2 separate regions of the Hordeum vulgare genome follow, and region 2 is linked to region 1. A link is a contact called in public Hi-C data. All regions are on one chromosome and are shown on one strand. Each heading gives the region's core, a stretch centred on a gene start, on an enhancer-like site or on the middle of the called end of the contact. The rest is flanking DNA. Distances are from core to core; before and after follow the strand shown. Region 1 holds the start of LOC123443486 (calmodulin-1). Region 2 holds the start of LOC123443487 (DNA gyrase subunit B, chloroplastic/mitochondrial).

Region 1 (6,250 bases), core at 1,920-4,419:
ATGACAACAAAGTGCGCAAAAAAGACTAGTATTGATCTGTGGGGCCAGTCTAGATCCCGTCAGAAGTAACTACCATCGGTCGGTGTGTCCGGAGCATTATAGTGCACCCAATGCCGCACCACAAGTCGATCAAAGCTGCAACCACTGCAAGGGGAGTCTGCAAGCAGCCATGGCCGAGCTACACGCTCGTCGATGGCAGGGTGTTGCAGAGGGGGGAGGGGCAGATGGAAACCACGACGGAGATGGACGGTGGGGCAGCGACAAGGGAGGCGGATGGCTGGGGCCGCGACATCCTCTCGTGTTGCCCGCATGGATCTGGTGGGCGTTGGGGAAGAAAGGAAAGGGGATCTGACGGTCTAATATGGTTCAATCTGGCACCTCGCGCGTGACCGGCTGAAAGTTTGTCGACAGGTGCACGATCATGTTGTTTATGATGTTTGTGATCCGTCGTGGCACACGACATGTCACATGTACCGGATTGGACACCGAAATGTATGTAGCTAGAGGGAACGTTCCTGTGGCCCGATGAGGACGTCGATTCCTCTAAGTGAGGGTGTATGTGATAGCCTGACTCAATAGGGATGTTAGAGCATCTACAACCGGACCCCTCAAACCCTCCGCAAACGCCCGGGCAGGCCGCTCGGTCACTACCCGGTCACAAATATTTGAACCAGACGGGCCTCTCAAACCGGCCTCTAACGCCCGGGCTGACCGGCACCCCCAATTTCTAGCCCGAATATGAGGCGGATATGGGGAAGCGCGGGCAAGCACGCCATGTCGGACTCGATAGCCCCACCCTACCTCAAATTGCACCAAATCCCTCAAACCCTTCCTCCTCCTCGTGCCGTCCTCCAACATTTTCCGCGCCCGACCCTTTGCCGTCTCGCACCCTTGCTCTTCATCCTCACCACCTATCCCGACCCGCCATTGTAATGTCTTCCACCCCGTCCCCGACCGCCACGACGAAGACGCAGTCCGCCTCGTCCGTCGGAGAAGGCAATGATCTCCCGTGACGCCGCGGCTACAAAAATGCCGTCCACATGGACGGACATTTTTTTAGCAAGGGAGAACAAGAAAGAGGAGAGGTACAAGATTATGTTGGATGTGCAAAGGGAGAGGATGGAGTGGATCGAACAAGGGTAGAGAGGCGGCTTGAAATTGAGAGGGAGAAGACCGAGTTGGAGAAGCAAGAGGCGGCGATCAAATGGGAACTCCAGAAGGTCAATACATTTGAAGAGATTGAGCTCGAGAAGGAGAGGTTGCAACTCTCACGCGACGTGGAGGATGCAAAAATCTTGCTCGTGGATGAATCCACGTTGGATGAATATGCCAAAAAATGGCTTGCGGAGAAGAAGGAGATCAATGACCGTAGAGCGTTGGAGGCGGCCAGGGCGGCTATGGTGCGACAACGGAGCAGGCGAACAAGATGCAGGCAGATGAGGTAGCCTAGATGCAGGCGGCGATCGCTGCCAGGATGCAGGCAGAGGAGGCAACCCGGATGCATACAGAGCAGGCCGCATGGGTGAACTCGTCTGGCGAGTGATCCGACAATCAACACTTGTCGGTTGGACATTAATTTCATTTTGGCAATGTCCGTTTGGTTGAACTATGACATCATTTGCTTTTGTTTTAAACTGTTGAATTCTGACAGTTTGTATCAGATGATCGAGGTGCATGGCTTTATATGAATTTGAGAGTCCGAATATGAGGTATGTGGATGCACGGAGCGAAATATGTGGGGTCGTCCGGATGTGTCCGCGGGCGTATTCAAGCGCGTTCGCGGGCGTATAGGAGGCCAAATTTGCCCAGTCCGGCTGTAGATGCTCTTAGACTATTCATATCGGTAAGGAATTCTATTTTTTTCGAAATCTCATTCAAACAGAACTACCAAGTTAAACATGCTTGACTTGAAGTAGTTTTAGAATGGGTGACCGATCGGAAAGTTGGTCCCGAATGCGCATAAGCAATGACAAAGTGTGAAAAAACTAGTATTGATTTATGGAGCCAATCTAGATACCTCGAGAAGTAACGACCACGGGTTGATGTGTCCGAAGCATTACAATGCACAATGTTGCAGCCACAGGTCAAGCAAAGCTGCAACCATTGTGAGACGAAATCTACAAATAGCGATGGCCGAACTACACGCTCGTGGAGGGCACGGTGTTACAGACTTACAGAGGAAGAAGGGGACGGATGAAAACCATGACGGAAATGGGCGGCGTGACACTGACGAGGGAGGCGGATGGCGGGGGCAGCGACGCCCTCTCCTGCTGCCCGCATGGATTCTGTGTGGGTCGGAAAAAAAGAAAGGGATCCGACTGTCTAAGAGCATCTCTAGTAGAACCCTCAAACCCTTAAATCCAAAATCAGTTTTAAGGGTTGAGAATTGGCCATTTTTGACACTTTTAAGGGTTGAAAAACAGAGGCAAAGACTAGAACCCTCAAACCCAACCCTTATAGCCTAGTTTTGAACACTATGAACATGCACGCGGAGGAACAGAGGATACAAAAATGACTTTAGCCGCGGAGGAGCTCGCGCTCGCGCTGCCTGGACGAGGCCGTCTCCCTGGCGTACCGCGCGGTGGAGCTCCGCCGGGCGCCGCGACCCTTCTCGGCGGGCGGCCGCGGCGGCGGCGGGCGGGGGCGCGGCGGCGGGCGGGGGCGCGGCGGGCGCGACGGCGGCGGCTGGAGCGCGGGGCCGGGGCCTGGGCGCAGAGGGGCGGCGGGGCCGGGGCCGGGGCGGTAGCCGGAGCGCGGGGGGAGGCGGCCGGAGCGCGGGGGGAGGCGGTCGGAGCGCGGGGGGAGGCAGGGCGGCGGCCGGAGCGCGGGGGGCGGCGGGGCGGCGGCGGCTGGAGCAACTTCCTCGCGCGGGCGGGAACCAACTGCCTCCCGTGCGAGGTGGGAAGTGGAGTACGGGTTGGGGGCAGTCCCCCCCCCCCCAACCCTCACTTCTACAGGCTGGGAAGGGGTTTGAGGGTTCGACCTCTAATTTTTTTTACGGGTTTAAGGGTTTGAGGATTCTACTAAAGATGCTCTAACATGGTTCGGTGTGACGGGTCACGTGTGACCGACTGAAAATTTCGGCCAGCGTGGCAGGGTGGGCGCTTAGCACTCGCCAACGAAGAAACAGTAGAGCCTGCGATTTCGAGCCGCGGTCCAAGGTACGCGTAGCAGTTTCCCCTATCCGGTCGCCTAAATATTTTCCTCCCTGTCACCTTCCTCCCTTCCTCCACTCGCGCTTCGCTCTTTTCTCTCTCAGATCTCCGTCTCGTCCGCGTGTTGGGGTAGGAGCCATGGCCGACCAGCTCACCGACGACCAGATCGCCGAGTTCAAGGAGGCCTTCAGCCTCTTCGACAAGGACGGAGACGGTTCGATCCCCTCTCTGTTCTCCTCTTTTAACTTGTACTACTCGTATATGATTTGCACGATCGCATTCGATGTGCGCGCACTCGCTGTAGTTGATGCGGTGCCTTGCACTGGCGCGTAGATGTGTTGGGGTTGGGGATCTGATCGACGTAGCGTACATGCGTTTTGCTGGTTCGAGTTGATCGCGGCGGGATTGGTTTTGCGGGGTGCTCAAGATGCAGTAGATCTCGCACTCCTTTTCACCGTTCCTTGTGGATTCTGCCTCCATACATTCTTCTCTTGCCAGCGCTGTCCGCCCGTCACCGTGCAGTATTGCTGCGCCGTATGCTCGTCCAGAACTCGTCCGTTCCGGCTGATTGCTGAGCTGTCTGTCATAGCGAAGGCTTCAGCCGGCTGTTTGGCCGTTCCATCAGATCTGTTTCGGTGGAGCAACCGATGACCTTGCAAAGTTCCCCAAAAAAGGTTCTACCAGGAAGAGATTGAATTATGAGAGAAGGTGGCAGTCTACCACATCTAACGATCACACAGCATGGCCGGTGGCACTGTTGCTGCTGAGTCGGTTGCTAGAGCATGGTGGGTCACTAGTCATCAGTCGCTACTCTCTAGGTGCAGCTAGAACAGCAGTAAGGAGGTGCGCTGCGATGTGGTGTTAGGGTTATAAGATCATGTAATACCCCATAATTCTGTACTTATATGTAACTATTGACTTGGAATTTACCTAGGCTTTTGGGTCTTTTTCTCTGGATGCCATGGGCATAGGATTGTGATAGCAATGATTAAGTTTTTGGTTGCTTAAACTACATATTTTCTTCTCAGTGAATGCCACATCAGAGTTTGTCTGGTTTTGCCTATCATGCTATGGCGGTGCTAGTGTGAGACTGATAACATGGAGAATGCATGTGATGGCTGGAATAGCTATTGGTATTGATGTTTACTTATTATGAAACATTAGTTGAAGCAAATCGAGTAACTCACATGTGTTGCCAGCTTACTGCTTGACAGAAAATATATCTGTAGTTAGTTGCTTGCTGTTCAAAGATTTCTAGCCAATGGTTAATACCAGGGAAACGGGAGCCATGATCATACTGGTAAAGATTGATTCACAAATTTACATTGATTAAAAGGTTCTGTTATATATTTCTTCCATGGAAACATTGCCAAATTGCATTTTGGTTATGCAAAAAATACCTTGCCAAGGACCAAAATGAATGAACAAACCAATCAGATGTATCAGTAATGGTCCTTGATCCTTCAATAACACCACCATCTCTCTAGAGGAATTGAGGAAATGCGTGGTAGTTTTGGTATCCCTAGCTTGTTGAATGTCTTTGTTGGCGTGTGGTGTGAGGACTAATAGATTTATTGTGGGGAAGGTCTAATTGAATGTCCTCTGCAACTTTGATTGTGTATATTTTAATATTTGAAATATTCACTAATGGTTTTCTTTTGTAAACTTGCTGATTATGTTAAAGGCATGGCATATGGACTTTCTAGGATCCATAGGTCTTCCCTTGTATGATGAAAATCAAGACCCATTGTAAATTTTGAGTGGATTCTCAAATATGTTTCCAATCTGAAACTGAAAATATTCTTGCGATAGAACACTGTAGCATTGATTTGTGAAGTACTTGCAAGTTAAAACAAATCTTTGCTGTAATAGGTTACATGTCTTGCTCTTCTAATTGTGTGGACTTTGGTACTGGTCAAGTTGACGAAATGTTTACCCAAATATTTTTGTGGATAGTGTTGTTTCAAATAGTTAAGCCTTGAATGTTCTTGTGAAATTTCATCATTGTCCACTTAAACTGTATTTGTGTTTGTTTGCTACCCTTGAATGATTTCATGCATCCAAAATTCCAGACTGCAAGATTTGTTGATGAACCCAATCATTGGTGCATTACTGTCTTTTGCATTAGCATATAGCTGAAATGATCTCTAAATGTTAAATAAATGTAAATAATATTTGTGTCCATTGAAAACCCAAAATTTCGTTATGTTCTTGTATTGCACATGCACGTGCAAATGTGGCTTCCGGATGTATTCATTACTTCTATAAATGTCTACAAGATCATTTGGAAGATATATGCCCATTACAGGCACATTGCATTTGGATGTAGCATTTCACATATGATATGGTGATTTTATTGCACAATTACTTTTGTTTTTCTGCATACTTGTTGTTTTTTGTGTTACCATCATTTAGTCAGTGTTTCAAGTGGGGGCAAGTCGAATCGGGTCGCACCTGACTGGCCAGGTGACTACTCTGAGTATTCTAGATTCTGACTAGTCAGTGACTATTTGACAACTAGCCAGGCCTGCTAGTCAGGGGATTTAGATAGGCTGGCAACAGGTTGTCAAGTCTTACTGGGTGTGTCTGGTTTGAGCCCAAGCCAAACCTCTATTTTTTGGCCACTGTTGGCCAGAAAATTGAAAGTGGGCTAAGGAGCATGGTCATGCCAAAAATTTGCCAGTCCATCCAAGCAAGAACCAAAAATTCAGTCATGACCAAAACAATCGGTAGGGCTGACTTGGTCGCAAACCGGAATTACCCATTGTCTAAGACCTCTTTTAGTGTGCATGAAATTGAATTGCTGACATAAATCTCTATGGCATTTAATACTTGAACAGTATTACCTTTGTATGTATATATCTGTAGAAGCAGTTTAAGTTACTAAACTGAAAACTGTCTGCCTTCTGAACAGGCTGCATCACCACCAAGGAACTTGGAACTGTGATGCGTTCGCTAGGGCAGAACCCCACTGAGGCAGAGCTTCAGGATATGATCAATGAAGTGGATGCTGATGGCAATGGAACGATTGACTTTCCTGAGTTCCTCAACCTAATGGCACGTAAGATGAAGGACACTGATTCTGAGGAGGAGCT
Region 2 (6,250 bases), core at 2,033-4,532, 990 kb before region 1:
AGCTTTTCTTAACAATACAAAGACACACACAGTGCTACCAAAAAATCAGTGCACTCAACTAGGCAATAAGGCAGGTGTGCAAGTGAACTGTTAGGACCTTCTCCATGTGTTAACTAACATCTGTCAGCCATGTAGCAGCAGTGATGGAACGAACTGCTATCGAAGAAAAACAGGCCAATCAGACCCTTCCCACCTTCCTACTTGACTGGTTGGTTGATTGTGTTAGATCTATGAATTGTTGTCTGTGTTATGGCCTCCATCGACCACAGCTAAAGCACTATTGTTCGCATACTGAATAGTGTGTCACATATGCAACATGCATGTGGAAGTTCATCCGAGAGTGCCCAGGAAAAGATATCGGGAAAGGATAGCGCTGGCACGAAACAGTCCAAGCAATGGCAGGAGAATATAGTCCAAGGAAATAGTTAACTGCAATTCGAGGGGAAATCAGACAAGGACTCATAAGCCACAAACATATTCGGCTATTCAGACAGGAAAAGCAGCATCCAGCAGTAGGAGTAAGATTAAGAGTTGGCAGTTAGTTGCACTGTTACAAATCCAGGTAAATTAGAGTTTGAATACATTAAAGAGAACAGTGTGAAAGTGTGATTACACAGATGACTTGGCATGCAGCCGTTCTTTTGTTTATTTCATTGATGACTTTGCTTGGTGTGTCAAATATGTACTAACAGCAAAATAAATCTCACGAGTGAATATGATATAAAGGCTTCATTACCATTTGTTAAACTTCTGTTTGATTTGCCAACAAGTAGGACTACTAAATTCATAACAGTAACTAGTACAGCAGCATGATACTAAATTCATAACAGTAACTAGTACAGTACAGCAGCATGATACTAAATTCATAACAGTAACTAGTACAACAGCATGATACTAAATTCATAACAGTCACATTATTCACAGTATTTGTAAAAGCATTGAGCATTCAATAAGTCTTCCTTGGATTTTAGGAAAACTGCATACCCCACGGCCGTTGTCGGTTACACTAACTGAATTGTCATCATGAAGGACTACATTAATCTCAGTAGCATAGCCTGCTTGAGCTTCATCCACAGCATTATCCAATATTTCGTAAACCTAGAATACACCAAACAAAATGATAATCAGGCAAGAAACAAAGTGGAACACCTAATAACATGGAAAAAAGGAAAGCTTAATCAGTTGAGATTACCAGATGATGCAACCCACGTGGTCCTGTGCTGCCAATGTACATACCAGGCCTTTTGCGAACTCCGTCCAATGCCTCTAAGACCTGCAAATTAGCAATTTGGTATAAATAGATATCAAGCCAACAATAACAACAAAGCCTTTAGTCCCAAACAAGTTGGGGTAGGCTAGAGGTGAAACCCATAAGATCTCGTGACCAGCTCATGGTTCTGGCACATGGATAGCAAGCTTCCACACACCCCTGTCCATGGCTAATTCTTTGGTGATACTCCAGTCCTTCAGATCTCTCTTTACGGACTCCTCCCATGTCAAGTTCAGTCTACCCGGTCTCTTTTGACATTATCAGCACGCTTTAGCCGTCCGCTATGCACTGGAGCTTCTGGAGGCATGCGCTGAATATGCCCAAACCATCTCAGACAATGTTGGACAAACTTCCCTTCAATCGGTGCCCAACTCTATCTCGTATATCCTCATTCCAGACTGTCCTTCCTAGTGTGGCCACACATCCATCTCAACATGCGCATCTCCGCCACACCTAATTGCTGCACATGTCACCTTTTAGTCGTCCAACACTCAGCTCCATACAACATTGCGGGTCAAACCACCGTCCTATAGAACTTGCCTTTTAGGTTTTGTGGCACTCTCTTGTCACGGAGAATGCCAGAAGCTTGGTGCCACTTCATCCATCCGGCTTTGATTCAATGGTTCACATCTTCATCGAATGTGAACAAAAATAATTCATTCACGCTTCACAAATAATAGCTAACAATGGTACACTGGAGAAACACATAATGATTCTGTGCAGGAATGTATATTGTTATTATTCTCTTTCTTTCCAACAAGAACGTCGGCAAGCTTTATATCTTATATATTTCATTAACTAAAAGTTAACTAGATTGATGAACTAACCACATGGTGCAGGGTTCTTAACAATTCATATACAGTACGTAATAAATGTTTATCTATTTTACAGTGGCTTAGGAAAATTAAACGCCTTGATAATGGCATTTGCTAAATTGTCAGGGGAAGAGTAGGAAGACAGAGCCTACTTGTAGCAATTAAGACGGGGATATTCTTAATCTCCCCAGCTTAGGTTCATAAATCACGATGTAAGTATGAAATTCACAATTATGCACCAAAACAAGAAAGAGTATAAACCATTGTACATGATGTAAAGTTAAATATGCATTTTTTATGTTATTCAAGGTAAACACCGTTACGTCAAAACAATACTTGATGCCTTAAGTGGGATATCAACCCAGAAAAAGACCCCCAAAAATGCTCCACGGCATCACTGTCTCAACTGAATGGGTGCAATGTCACAGCCACCTAACAAATGAGCTGCAATGTAACATTTTGTGTGCAAACTCATGCAATCAGGTAGGAAAAAAGATGATGAAAACGTATGAATAGGATTGCAAAGCTGCTTGGAGCTTGATTAACTCTGTTCCTGCCGTTATGTACTCCCTGAATCTCCCGAATAATCCGCGCATCGTTTAAAATTTGAGACAGATATTCCAAACACTTGCACCCGAACTCCAATTTAACCCCTTAGCCACAGAAGCCGTGCACGAGAATCACCTGGACGTTTGCTGCGGTGTACTCGCCGGCCACCCGCTTCTCCTGCATCGCATCGGATGCCGCCGTGGAGGCCATGAAAGCCCTCACCGCGACCCCATTGCGCCCTGGGACCGCCGCCGCCACAACCCTAGAAGGGAAAAACACGCGCCAAAAAAACACCACCAAATCAGCATCCAGACCGCTCCCGCGAGAGAAATCTGCCTTGCCAAGAGCCGTAGAAGGAAGGATGAAGCGGACATGGAGGCACCTGGGTCTGAAGGGGAGTCGAGCGGAGGGGGGGGGGACCGTGAGCAGACGGGAGGGGGCAGGGGCGGTGGAGAGGAGGCGGCGGAGAAGAAGGCGGAGATGGGGTGGGGGAGGCGACGGCCGGAGGAGGAGCGCCATTGGCGGCGGCGGGGGGCTCACGTCGTGTCCGCCTAGCTTCTGCTTTGGCTTGGCTTGGTTTGGCTTGGCCTGGGCTGCTGCTTCTGCTTGTGGTGGGGGAAATGGGAGGAGGAGTTGGGGTTTAGACGGGCAGCGGATGAGGCGACGCGGAGCTCGAGGAGGGTTTTAGGAAGGGAACGGGGTGGTTTCAGGCGAGAAAGGCTTTTCGAAAAGGAAACGCCGAACGAACTAGAATTGGGCTGTCGTTCGGCCTGGCCTGGAAACATGCAGTGGTTCTGGGTCGGGCCTGCTGGAATCATTTAATTGTACTTTAAGAAATCAATCATTAAAGAAAATCCTTTGTAGCAAAATCATTAATAGGGATACTTCTTTCAAAGATCATTCCCGCCTTTTCAGATTGCAATAAGTGGTACATTGCAAGTGTGCCACTTTGTCGTAATCTGAGAATTTTTTTCCTTTTTCGTAGATCTGTATTTTTAAAACGTTTTATCTTTTAAACTGTGAGTCCAAATCCCAAAACTTTTTTATCATTTGGTTTCTCGCCTTGGGATCTTTAAAACTAGATCTCATATTGATAGATTTTGCTGAATCTTTTTTTATGAAAAAAAGGACGAAAAAATCGTGTCTCTCGCGATAGAAAAAAAAAGACAAGAAATGCATCCTTTTGTTTTCGAGAGGGCACTGCCATGCCTCTTGCTTTGTAGTGCTGACAAGTGGTTCACCGTATACGCGTAACTTGAAGGTTTTTCCTTAAATCATATATCCAAATCATAAACTGTTTTTATCGTTGGATTTTTTGGGTTGAATTATTTGAAACTAGATTCCAAGTTATAGGTTTCACCGAACGTATTTTACAAACAAACCAAAAATAACTAGGATTGATAAAAGAAACTAGAAAAGGGAAACTTAAGAAAAAAACAATACCAGAAAAATACCAAAAACACAACTCTGCTTCTTCAGTTTTGAAGGATTTTTTTTCTTTTTGGAAGCACAGTTGTGCTTCTCGCTGAAGCATAAGTTGTGTTTTTTCAATTCTAGCAAGCACAACTAGGCTTCATATAAAAATATGCGCCAATTCTTAAAAAAATCGCCAAAACCTATGAAAAAACAAGCAAAAGTGGAAACCAAAAAATCAAAAGAAAAAAAAACACATGAAAAATTGAAATTTCTGGGATGCACTCAGCACACGGCATGTGGGGATGGATGGGTGTATTACTTGCGTGTCCCCATGCCAAAGACAATAACATATGTGGGTACCTTTTAGTTAGTTGCTTCCTTAATCATTTCTATATACTACAATGAAGCAATGGCCCGCCAGAATATACCCACAAAGCCATTGATAGTCTTGTCCGGCATGTCGGTGTATTTATGCAAAAAAGTACTTCATTTACTTCTCTTTTTTAAAACATACAGTAGGGGTGTCCGTCTTTAATCTATAATTTATAATTATTAATAAATAAAATAGATATCTTTGATCTATTATGTCAGTTTATAAAAATAAAAAAATGTTTTGGAATCAACATGCCACGTCATGTTCTGTTCACATGTCTGGGCCATATCGATGTGATCACGGGCCTGCTATTGGGCTCTCTACAACCAGGCTAACATGCTTGTACCTTTAATTAGTTGATTCCTTAATCTCTACTTATTTTTTAATAATAAAACAGGGATAACTTCTGGTCGTTCGTTACGGAAATTACCCCTAAAGTTCGCACGAATTTACCCCCTATGTCATTGGTAAGTGAAGAAAACACTTTAGTTTTTTAACTCGCCGCGTGCTTTGTTATTTGAAAATATTACCCTTAAAGTTCGCATGAATTTACCCCCTATGATACTAACATTGAACACAAGCGCTCCAGCACTGTAGTGACTAAGGCATGGCTCTCCTAGCCGGGAGACCAGGGTTTGATCCCCATGAAGCACACACTTTTTCATTTTCCTTTTTTCGCGCAGAGTCCTCCCTTACGTGTGCGTTCATGAGCCGGGACGACCCATGTACGGGGCTCGACTCTATTTTTTTATTTCATTTTTCATTATGTCTTTTCTCATTCTATTCTCTTTCTTCTTCAAATTAATTCGGGATTCCCAAATTTCAAAAGTGATGAGTTCTAAAAAAATGTTCAAGAAATCATAAAATGTACGTGAATTCAATTAACTTTTGGAAAGTATGAAAGTTTCGTGGATTCAAAAATTATTGGTGTATTTGTAAAACTGTTTGCAAATTATGAAATAAATCGTGATTTTGAGAAAATAGTTGGGAAATAAAATCATGTTTGTGATTTTGAAAAAAATATTGTGTGTTAAAACATATTCGGGAATCTAAAAAAGTGTCCATCAAATTTTAGAAAATGTTCACAAAAAGTAAAAAAAACATAAATTATCCAAGCCGTTTATTTACATGCAAGTTAAATCTACATGCAAGTCGTGTTGAAATAGAAGACCCGTCGAATCTTGAACTGCACTTTTATAGGTTAAGATCATCTTTATTTATGTCGTAATTAAAAATTCTAAGTTTATAGACTACTTTTTATAAATTAAGAGCACGTGACATTCTTTTCTCCTGTTACAATGCACGGATCCTTTTTCCAGTCCTTACTATATACATAGAAACAATGGCCCGTCCAGAATATTGACACGCACAAAGCTATCAATAGTCCTGTCCAAGAGCCAGTGTATTTGTACAAAAATGTTCTTCATTTCCTGCCTCCTTTTTCAGAAAACATACACTAGGGGTGCCTGGCTTCAACCTATACCTGTTAAAAAAGAAAATATGTATTCTTAATTCGTCATGTTATTTTATAGAAAATTCCTAGTATTTGTTAAAATCAACCTGCACGTCTTGTCATTGATTCCTGCATCTGTACGTCAATTTCACCCCGTCATGTTCCGTTTGCCTCTCTAGGGCATATAGATGTGATGTCGGGCTTGTTATTGGGCTTTCTACAATCATGTAAAAAATGATTAGGTTGTGGGTCGAACTCACGTCCTCAGCTACATTACTAACGAGGAAACCAACTAAGTCAAGTTCTGCTTGTGCCCAATGAAAGTTACGTTCAACAATTACATAATATCACATAGGTACTTTGCATCAATTTCC

The links. Hi-C and Micro-C count contacts between places; a contact is called where the count stands out from the background.
Region 2: a contact with region 1 is called in a Hi-C map of leaf, with 5 times the contacts expected there. The contact joins the promoter of LOC123443487 here to the promoter of LOC123443486 in region 1. A contact is called at or near these places in 4 of 6 Hi-C or Micro-C datasets (leaf and seedling) and 1 of 1 datasets of contacts at active chromatin or transcription factors (embryo).

What each region holds. Positions count from the first base shown.
Region 1 is chr3H:193,306,430-193,312,679 of MorexV3_pseudomolecules_assembly, reverse strand. It overlaps LOC123443486 (calmodulin-1), which reads left to right and starts at 3,169. Exons shown (of 2, transcript XM_045119866.1): 1 at 3,169-3,369; 2 at 6,070-6,250. The coding sequence starts at 3,294.
Region 2 is chr3H:194,293,449-194,299,698 of MorexV3_pseudomolecules_assembly, reverse strand. LOC123443487 (DNA gyrase subunit B, chloroplastic/mitochondrial) reads right to left here and starts at 3,282. Exons shown (of 21, transcript XM_045119867.1): 1 at 3,017-3,282; 2 at 2,770-2,896; 3 at 1,193-1,273; 4 at 985-1,098. The coding sequence starts at 3,153.